Linked DNA regions of Mus musculus: regions 1 and 3 are each linked to region 2. Evidence: chromatin contacts called from public HiCAR-type and promoter capture Hi-C data. All regions are on one chromosome and are shown on one strand. Each heading gives the region's core, a stretch centred on a gene start, on an enhancer-like site or on the middle of the called end of the contact. The rest is flanking DNA. Distances are from core to core; before and after follow the strand shown.

Region 1 (2,740 bases), core at 28-2,527, 670 kb before region 2:
CTTAGTGGAAGGCAAGACTGACACCTGATTGTCCACTGACCTCCACATTTGTGCCATAGTATGTGTGTGCGCACACACACACACACACACACACACACACTCACACACACACACACACACAGAGAGAGAGAGAGAGAGAGAGAGAGAGAGAGAGAGAGAGAGAGAGAGAAAGAGAGAGAGACAGAGAGACAGAGAGACAGAGAGAGACAGAGAGACAAATAGAGATAGAGACAGAGAGAGACAGCGAGAGAAAGACAGTAGGTCTTGACAGTTATACTTACCCCTCTTAATATTCATCTACATGAGTCTTTCCAGGGTCTGACCTTCTCGTCGCCTCCACTGCTAGCCCAGAGTGAAGTCCCAAACTTAGACTGCCCCACGACAGACATTGCCCATGATACCTTCTGTGTTCTCTTTTGCTCCTCTCCTCTTGCTGGTTCAAGAATGGCAACCTGTCAGTTCTCTGTTTGTGACTCTGAGTGCCTTCCTGGTTCTCTGAGGAGGCCAGAAAATGGAGCCCTCACCAGCCCCAAACACCTCTCCATGCCCCATCTTTGCACCTCTTCCCTACCTTACTGAACTGTGTGCTTCACTTTGAGTTCCTCATCTGCCCTCTCACTCCACACACCCCCAGCTTCAAGTCTCTGCACTTCCCCCAAAGACTCCATACCCTTGGGTTATTCCTGCTCCTCTCATCTGCAGCAATAGGCAGGCTTACTTAGGATTTATCAGGCCTGGGATCATCATGGAGACTGGCAGGGAAAAGTGGTGGTGCAGCCTGAGCGTGCTCACAGACATCTCTGCTGCTGTTGCTGCTTTGGTGAGCCAGGCCAATGGAGTTAAACACCACACTGGCTGTGGATTAGCATTAGCTTGCCAGAGGCAGGTGCACCAATATTTAACCAGATGTTGGGAAGCTGATGTCAGCTCAGCCCAGAGGCCAACCAGGCAGCTAGGTTTTCTGTGGTCCTCCACTCCCTGGGCTCTGTGCTAAGGCAAGGTTGAGCTATTAGGAGACAGAGGGTATGTGCCAGAAGAGCCTCGTTCTTTCTCTGGCTCTGTGGCCTTAGCTGAGCCCTTTCCATCCCTGATTTATGTCTTTGAGACACAAGAAGGTGGTCTGGGTAATCCTTTAGATCTCTCTAGAGGAAACTGTCCAAAGCAAAGGATCCTTAGACTCTAGAAACCCCCCTAGCTGGAATGCCCTGGCATGGAACTTCCCACCTCACAGGTGGGGTGGGTAAATCTTTAACTTGCTAGCTCTGGGCAGGCTGCAGTATTTCTGGATGACTGGCTGTGGGAGACTGGGGAGGGAGATGGATATAAGGTGTGTCTGAACAGTCATGCTGTGGTGAGGGTAAGGCATATTAGAAAGGGAAAGAAATCCTGTCCACTACAAGACATGGAGGAACGTGGGTCTCCCGATGGGTAAGTACAACTTGTTTGATGTTGCGGATACCCTGAAGCTCTCCCAGAGGACAGCGACTAAAGGCAGGGGTGGTAATTCTCATGTGGCCACAGAGACCCAGCACGGAACCTGGAGCAAGGGCCAGAAGGATCAGAAACTCCCATTCAAGTGGTGCTCAGGTAAGTATGGGTCCACTAGGAGGCACCTGGGCCAGGAAGGGACCGAAAGCACTATCCGTATAGACCATCTTGTCTGTTTTTGGGTGCCAGGGTGCGTCCCATGAGCACAGTGGAGCTGCGTCGAGGGGAGCAGAGTGCATTGCACTGTTCGGGGACCAGGACTCTGCAGGTAAGAAGCCTTTCCAACCCCGCAAAAGAATCTGAGGAGGAGACCCATGCGTCCAACTGGAGCAACCTTGCTTTAGGACCCCTCTCTGCTTCCGTCTCCCCAGGATTCCCACAGCAGAATGTCCCACCCCTCCTAGTGACTCTGCTCAATCCAGAGTGCCTGCCTTTCCCAATGCACCATCCCTACATGGTGCCTCGCCCCTACTCCATCCTCTCTCAAGGTGAGCCCCGATGTGGCGTTCCGCTTTGGCGCCGTACTGGACGGGGCGCGCACGCAGGAGGACGTGTTCAGAGCTTGCGGTGTGAAGCGCCTGGGTGAGCTGGCGCTGCGCGGGTGAGTGATGCTTGGGCTGCGCAGGGCTTGGGTTCTCACACCGCCTGGAGCCCGCTTCTCAGGCTCAGCCACGTCCTTGCTGCCTACAGTTTCTCCTGCACGGTCTTCACGTTTGGCCAGACTGGTTCTGGGAAGACCTACACTCTGACTGGACCTCCTCCGCAGGTGGGCAGCCTGGTGAAGCCGGGTTGTGGATGGGACTCCGGGCTGGAAGGGGCGTGGATAATGCTGTCCCACCCCATTGTTTCACAGACCTGGTATCTGAGGAACAAAGACAAGGACTTGCAGAGTTTGGAGCCTTTGTGTTCTAATTTGGGCAGCTTCTCTTACTTGCTTTTAGTTAGTTCGTCTGTAGGGTGGCGTGGATGGACTACGAACTGTGAGATTTCAATGAGATTTCAATGGGGCCTGTGGCATGGCTTCTGGAGCATTTAGTGCTCCGCAAAGAAGCTGCCGCTGAAGCTCCTGCTGCAGCCGCAACTGTCTTTGCCCCCAGGGGGAAGGGGTGCCCGTCCCCCCAAGCCTGGCTGGCATCATGCAGAGGACCTTCACCTGGCTATTAGATCGCGTGCAGCACCTGGATTCCCCGGTCACCCTCCGAGCTTCCTACCTGGAGATCTACAATGAGCAGGTAAGAGAATGGCAGACCAC
Region 2 (2,748 bases), core at 218-2,717:
GAAAAGAATCTTCTTAAATGCTCAAAGAGGTTTTCTGTGTGATCTGACTTGATATCAACCATCTGTCACTGTGCCAACAGCACATGGAGAGACCTACCAAATGGCAGCTGACATTGATTATCTTGGAAATCTACTTAAAGCTAGCCTGGATTCTAGCTTTACTAAGTTACTCGTGTCTAGTCTCCAGGGTGGCAGAGTTGGAATCAGAACCTACAGGCTTAGGTTTGAGGTGACCCTGAAAAGAGATACAGTCAGGGATTCCAGGATTCTCTGAAGAACAGGTGGGCCTCTGATGTCCTGGCTATCCTTTCTACCTCCATTTCTGAGGAGCAAGCTTGTTCGGCAAAACCAGTCTGGCAGGTGAGCTGACTGCTCTGTGACTTTGCACTTTGCTTTCTGAGGCCCAGGGAGAGGGAGTTGAGTCCATCTAAAGTCCACAGAGCCAGGAGATAACAGAAGATGTTTTAAGAGGGTACCTGTGGGGGAGGGGAAGAAAAGAGCAGAGGGAAGCCCTCCTGCCCCTGCCCCCCAGCCAATTCCTTGGCAGCACTTACAGCTCATTTCCGTTATGAACTTGGTTTTTGCCTGATCCTCCCATGTTCGCGTAGGCAGGAAACTGACATTTTCCTGCTCTATCCACGCGTCAGACACAGAATACAGGTGCTTACTTGGCACCTCACGAATCAACTAGGTTGAGAGGAAAGCTTTGCTTTTTTGCTTTCAACGGTACTTTTGAATATAAACGTGTATTTCAGTTATGAAAACCGCATTTAAAGGGAAACTCTTCTTTCCTTTAAATGTTTGTTTGTTTTTTGTTTTTTGTTTTTTTACAGAGAGAAACTAGGTTAGACAGACACGGCGGTGGCACGCCCATTATCCCAGCACTTGGGAGGCTGAGGCAGGAAGATGCTCAGGACCCGTTTGCCTGCATAGTGAGACCCTATCTTAAAACCAAGTGTCTAGGTTATTGCAGTCAACAAACTGTGTGTGTGAGACAAGAAGTTCCCTTCTAGAACCAACTGGGGTCTCTCAGAACAGAAAGGGACAGAGCCTTGCTGGAGTCCTCACTGCGTTTGGGGAGCCGGCCTGAGCCCTAACCCCACTCCCCGCCATTGCCATTCCCAAGTTAGTCTAGGTCCCCTAAGTGTCTCCATCCCACGGAGGCGGGGGCCGGGGGATAGAGATGAGAAGCAAAGAGAACACCTGGGTTGTGATAATGAGTATAAGGGCAGTGGGGAGGAACGTGATGAGGGGTGAGACAGTGACCTTAAGAAGCCAGGGGACGGTGAGAGGGCGTGAGACAGGGAGCAGGGAAGCTACGGGGTAACCTAAGGGACAAGAGGCCCAAGACTCAGCGTGGCGAGTGACGGGCGCGAGGGAGGAGCTTGGTGACGCCTAGAGTGGGGCGGGGCGAGAATCAATGGCAAGTCCGAGGGTCGCGAGCTACTGATCGCCTACATAGAGCCGGTGGAGCAGCCGCTGCGTCTCAGGTCTCTTTTCCCGAGCCAGGTGGGTGCGGAGGCCCGGGGCTGGGTGGAGGGTGCTAAACCGTGGGAATCCGTGCAGTCGAGCTGGGGACGCTGGAGGCCAGCCAGCAGTGGACTTGGCCCCGGAGGCTCCAGTCTCGCGTCCCGCTGCTTTTAGGGTAGTCAGTCCTGCAGCGGAGCCCCAGCCCCGCTATGACTTTTGTCCTGAGACATCCAGAGGACTTTCGGAACCAGTCTGGTTCCTGGCTGGGCCTCAGCCTACCTACCTGCTCGATGAGAGCCCTTTTAAAGTTGTCTCACTATTTCGAGCTGACTTAAATCTCTTCTTTGTCACATTTCTTTACGCGCCCCGCCCCCACACCCCTCCTCACCTCTGTTTTGTTTGGCTGCATTCTGAATGAACCCCGGACCCCACAGATTGAAAGACACAGCTAAGCAGTCCCCTCTGTCTGGAGACAAACCTGCAATCAGTCTCTGACTCCAGGCAGAGAACTGACAGTTGGGTATTTGGCACTAATAACTCCAGGGAGAACTTGCAGCTCAGAGCCAAGTTGGAACGGACTGTCTTCTGTCCCACTCTTCCCAGGCTCAACATAATCCAACTTTTAAAAGAATATAAACATGGGTAAGCAAAGGCAGCCCTGGCTAGAGTCTGGACATTTGGGTTCTAATCCAGGCTGTTGGCAGGTTCACAGCCCCTCTCTGGTTCCACCAGCTCCTCACCAGTTATGTTGTTGGTCAGAGTCTCCAGGAACCTTTCTCTTTTTTGACATTACTAGTAATTTTTTTAAATGAAGCCAAGTTGGAAATTTTATTAATAACATTTTAATGCAGGATTAAGCATGAGGGTTAGGGGGGAAAGAAGGACTCTGAGGAAAGTCAAGCATACTCAAATATAAATATGGGTTTCTTAAACAAGGGCACCATTTTCTAATAATTGTAAAAGGGTCATGGGCTGGAGAGATGGCCCAGAAGTTAATAGCACTGCTGTTCTTCCAGAGGACCCAGGTTCGATTCCCAGCACCCATGTGACAGCTCACAAATGTCTGAAATTCCAGTTCCAGGGCATTTGACACCTTCTTCTGGCTTCACAGGCACCAGGCGTGACGGAGGTGCACTTATATACATGGAGGCAAAACCACATACAGATAATGGCAGGCATAACTGCTTCCTGACTTTGACCTACAGGGCTATGCACCTGAGCTCAGCTCTGCCCAGAGCACTAGACTTTGCCCAGCCTCAAGGAAGTTTATATATATTT
Region 3 (2,700 bases), core at 100-2,599, 650 kb before region 2:
GAGGAAGGACAATGGCTGGAACCCCTGGAGGAGAGAGAAGAGAGTGGAGAGGGATCATAGCACCATGGACGGGAGGAGCTCTGATGCAAACAGATGTGGGTTTAAAAATCTCCCATTAGAGTATATAAATCTAGAGGCTAGGGATGTTGCTCAATTGGTAGCGCTCTTGTCCAACATGCAGGAAGCCCTAGGTTTAACTCCCCCCACCCCCACCCCCCACCCCCCAGCATAAACCAGGTGTAGCTGTAGTTCATGCCTGTAATTCTAGAACTCATGAGGAGGGTCAGATATTCAAGGCAGAGCTGGCTACAAATCCAGTACAAGGGCAGCCTAGAGCTATATAAGACACTGTCTCAAAAAAAAAAAAATGTTGCAGGTTTTAAATCAAAATGTTACTGTGTTACCTTCTTTAGGCGCTGTTATAAAAAACCCTAAATCATTAGGAATGATACAAAGTGTGTCCTCTCTCCAAACTTCCTTGAACTGGTTTAGTCTAAAAGTATCATCCTGTTGATGGTTCTGGAGCAACTGGAGCGACAGGAACATATATCTTACGGAGGTCACAATGACCCTTCAACTCTTACCACACCCTAAGAACAATGCTGTTGCCTGTTGGCATTCACCCCTTCAACCTTCACCCCAAAGCTAGGATCCAGGTACTTGTGTTAACAGCGTTTATTGGTGAAGAAATGAGCACAGAGGGCTCAGCATTCTTTTCAAGCGCACACAGCAGGAAGACCACAGGAAGCTGCCTGGCTTTGGAGGCTCTGTTCCCTTTCTTACGGTGGAGCCCTAGTGGGTCTTGTCAATCCAGGAGAGTGAAAACTTATATCAGTGAAAGGCATCTGCACATGCTTCTGAGGTGAGCCTGGGGGTTCATCTGGGTACTGATGGTTTCACTGTGGGAAACCAGTGTGGCTCGGTGAAGGGATAGCATCTCTCCCTGTCCTGATTATCTTAATGGCTATGAGAGGTTGGAGACCAGAGGGAGAGTCTTGGGAGGAAGGATGCTTTGCTCTATAGCCAACTTCCCTGGGCCTTAGTTTTGTTATATGAGAAAGAAGCCAGAACCAGGCTACCTGTATCTTCTGAGATCTTGGGGGAAGAACTGGAGGGACAGGCCAGACACTGCCTGACTGCCCCATCCCCTGTTCTCCCTGGGGAAAGTTGACCTTTAATGAAACCTTTCTAGGGTCTGAACTCTATTGTGCTTGGTCAACGTCCCTTCAGAGTCAGTAACCATGGCTTCCTGTCCACAGAGTTGGACCTGGGCTGGGCTGTAGGGATCGATTAGAGCTGGCCCAAGACCCTGATTGGCCTTGGCTGAGCAAAGCAAACACCAAGGTCATCATTTGCCTCCGGATCCTTCCCCAGCCTCAGTTTGTAGCTGCCACTGCCGGGGAAGTAATCCCTGCTCCCACACTGAGCTGTGAGAGAGACATCAAAGACCAAAGACCACAGAGCCATGCAGGGTCTCAGGACCCTGTTCCTGCTGCTGACTGCCTGCCTCGCTTCGAGGGCTGACCCTGCGTCAACACTGCCAGATATCCAGGTTCAGGAGAACTTCAGTGAGTCCCGGGTAAGGCTGGCCTCTCTGGCAGAGGTGATCACAGTGGTGGTATGCCCATGCTCCTGGGCCTTGCCAGCTAAGGCCTGCCTGTCCTGTCTTGGGAGTACTCATCTTTCCTATCTTGTAGATGGCATCTCAATCTCTAGGAGACTTTCCTGGCCAGGCTGTTAGGTTATTCTGAGATTCTCTGAAGATACAGCTCCCTCACCTGCCATTCATTCTTTGGGGCCCCCTGTAAGCCTAGTGCCTTCCAAATCTGCGCTGTCCTCATGGGTCCCCAGAGGAATCCACATATGGCAGGTGGCATAGGGTGGACATGAACCTGTGAGCTTTGTGGACAGGCTTGTGGGATTGTGTGAGGAAGAGAGGTAGGACACTGGTTGATGGGATTGGGGAAATTACGAAGTGTGAGTCTAAGGGCACCTTGGCCTGTGGCAGACATGTCACTATGTGTCTATGCATATGTGTCTATGTGCAAATATTTTTGTTTGCATACACATGCCCTTGCATGTACGTGTGTGTGTGTTGTAGAGTTACATGCTTCCTTCCTTCCTTCCTTCCTTCCTTCCTTTCTTTCTTTCTTTCTTTCTTTCTTTCTTTCTTTCTTTCTTTCTTTCTTTCTTTCTTTCTTTCTTAACAAAGCAACCCCAGCTTTGTCCTGAATCATAAAATTGTCTGTGTAGGGACCCTGTCCACCTCAACGCTGTCTCCATGATCTATCTGAGGGGTTTTCAGAACACTCCCGGTGATTTTCTATACCTTAGGACAAGGAACAGGTGTGCTGGAGGTCCAGGGGCTGGAAGGTCAGCTCTATCTGACTGCTGTCAAGAGGAAGAGGTGGTTGACTGGTCCCAGAAGGTCCCACCAGGTTTGTAGGGTCTCCATGGCACTTCCGCTGGCTGCCTCACAAGGTGGCAGACACTGCCATGAAAGGTGTAAAACCCAAGCTTCATTTTCCAAGGCAGCGATAGCTGGTGACCTCAGAATATGCAACCTGGACTCTACCTACTCACAGGGGCATCTCAGACACTTTACTTCTGTGGAGCAGACCTTGTGTAAGGAAGGGGGACTCTGCACACCTCTGCCCTAAATATGCTGTACCTGGAACTCCACTGTCACCTTGAGACACT

The links. Promoter capture Hi-C pulls out the DNA fragments that hold promoters and counts their contacts. HiCAR-type assays count read pairs that join an accessible place to other places.
Region 1: a contact with region 2 is called in a HiCAR-type map of kidney, with 2.6 times the contacts expected there. The contact joins the promoter of Kif12 here to the promoter of Hdhd3 in region 2. A contact is called at or near these places in 1 of 39 promoter capture datasets (the C10 cell line), 2 of 115 datasets of contacts at active chromatin or transcription factors (double positive thymocytes and kidney) and 1 of 9 other capture datasets (adipose tissue).
Region 3: a promoter capture Hi-C map of liver shows a contact between it and region 2, with 2.1 times the contacts expected there. The contact joins the promoter of Ambp here to the promoter of Hdhd3 in region 2. A contact is called at or near these places in 1 of 39 promoter capture datasets (liver), 1 of 484 Hi-C or Micro-C datasets (liver) and 1 of 115 datasets of contacts at active chromatin or transcription factors (bone marrow-derived macrophages).

The regions. Positions count from the first base shown.
Region 1 is chr4:63,170,668-63,173,407 of GRCm38.p6, reverse strand. Kif12 (kinesin family member 12) reads left to right here and starts at 1,277. Exons shown (of 19, transcript NM_010616.3): 1 at 1,277-1,428; 2 at 1,522-1,587; 3 at 1,678-1,756; 4 at 1,977-2,089; 5 at 2,179-2,254; 6 at 2,586-2,720. The coding sequence starts at 1,403.
Region 2 is chr4:62,500,919-62,503,666 of GRCm38.p6, reverse strand. Hdhd3 (haloacid dehalogenase-like hydrolase domain containing 3) reads left to right here and starts at 1,467. Exons shown (of 2, transcript NM_024257.1): 1 at 1,467-1,509.
Region 3 is chr4:63,152,821-63,155,520 of GRCm38.p6, reverse strand. Ambp (alpha 1 microglobulin/bikunin precursor) reads left to right here and starts at 1,349. Exons shown (of 10, transcript NM_007443.4): 1 at 1,349-1,579. The coding sequence starts at 1,466.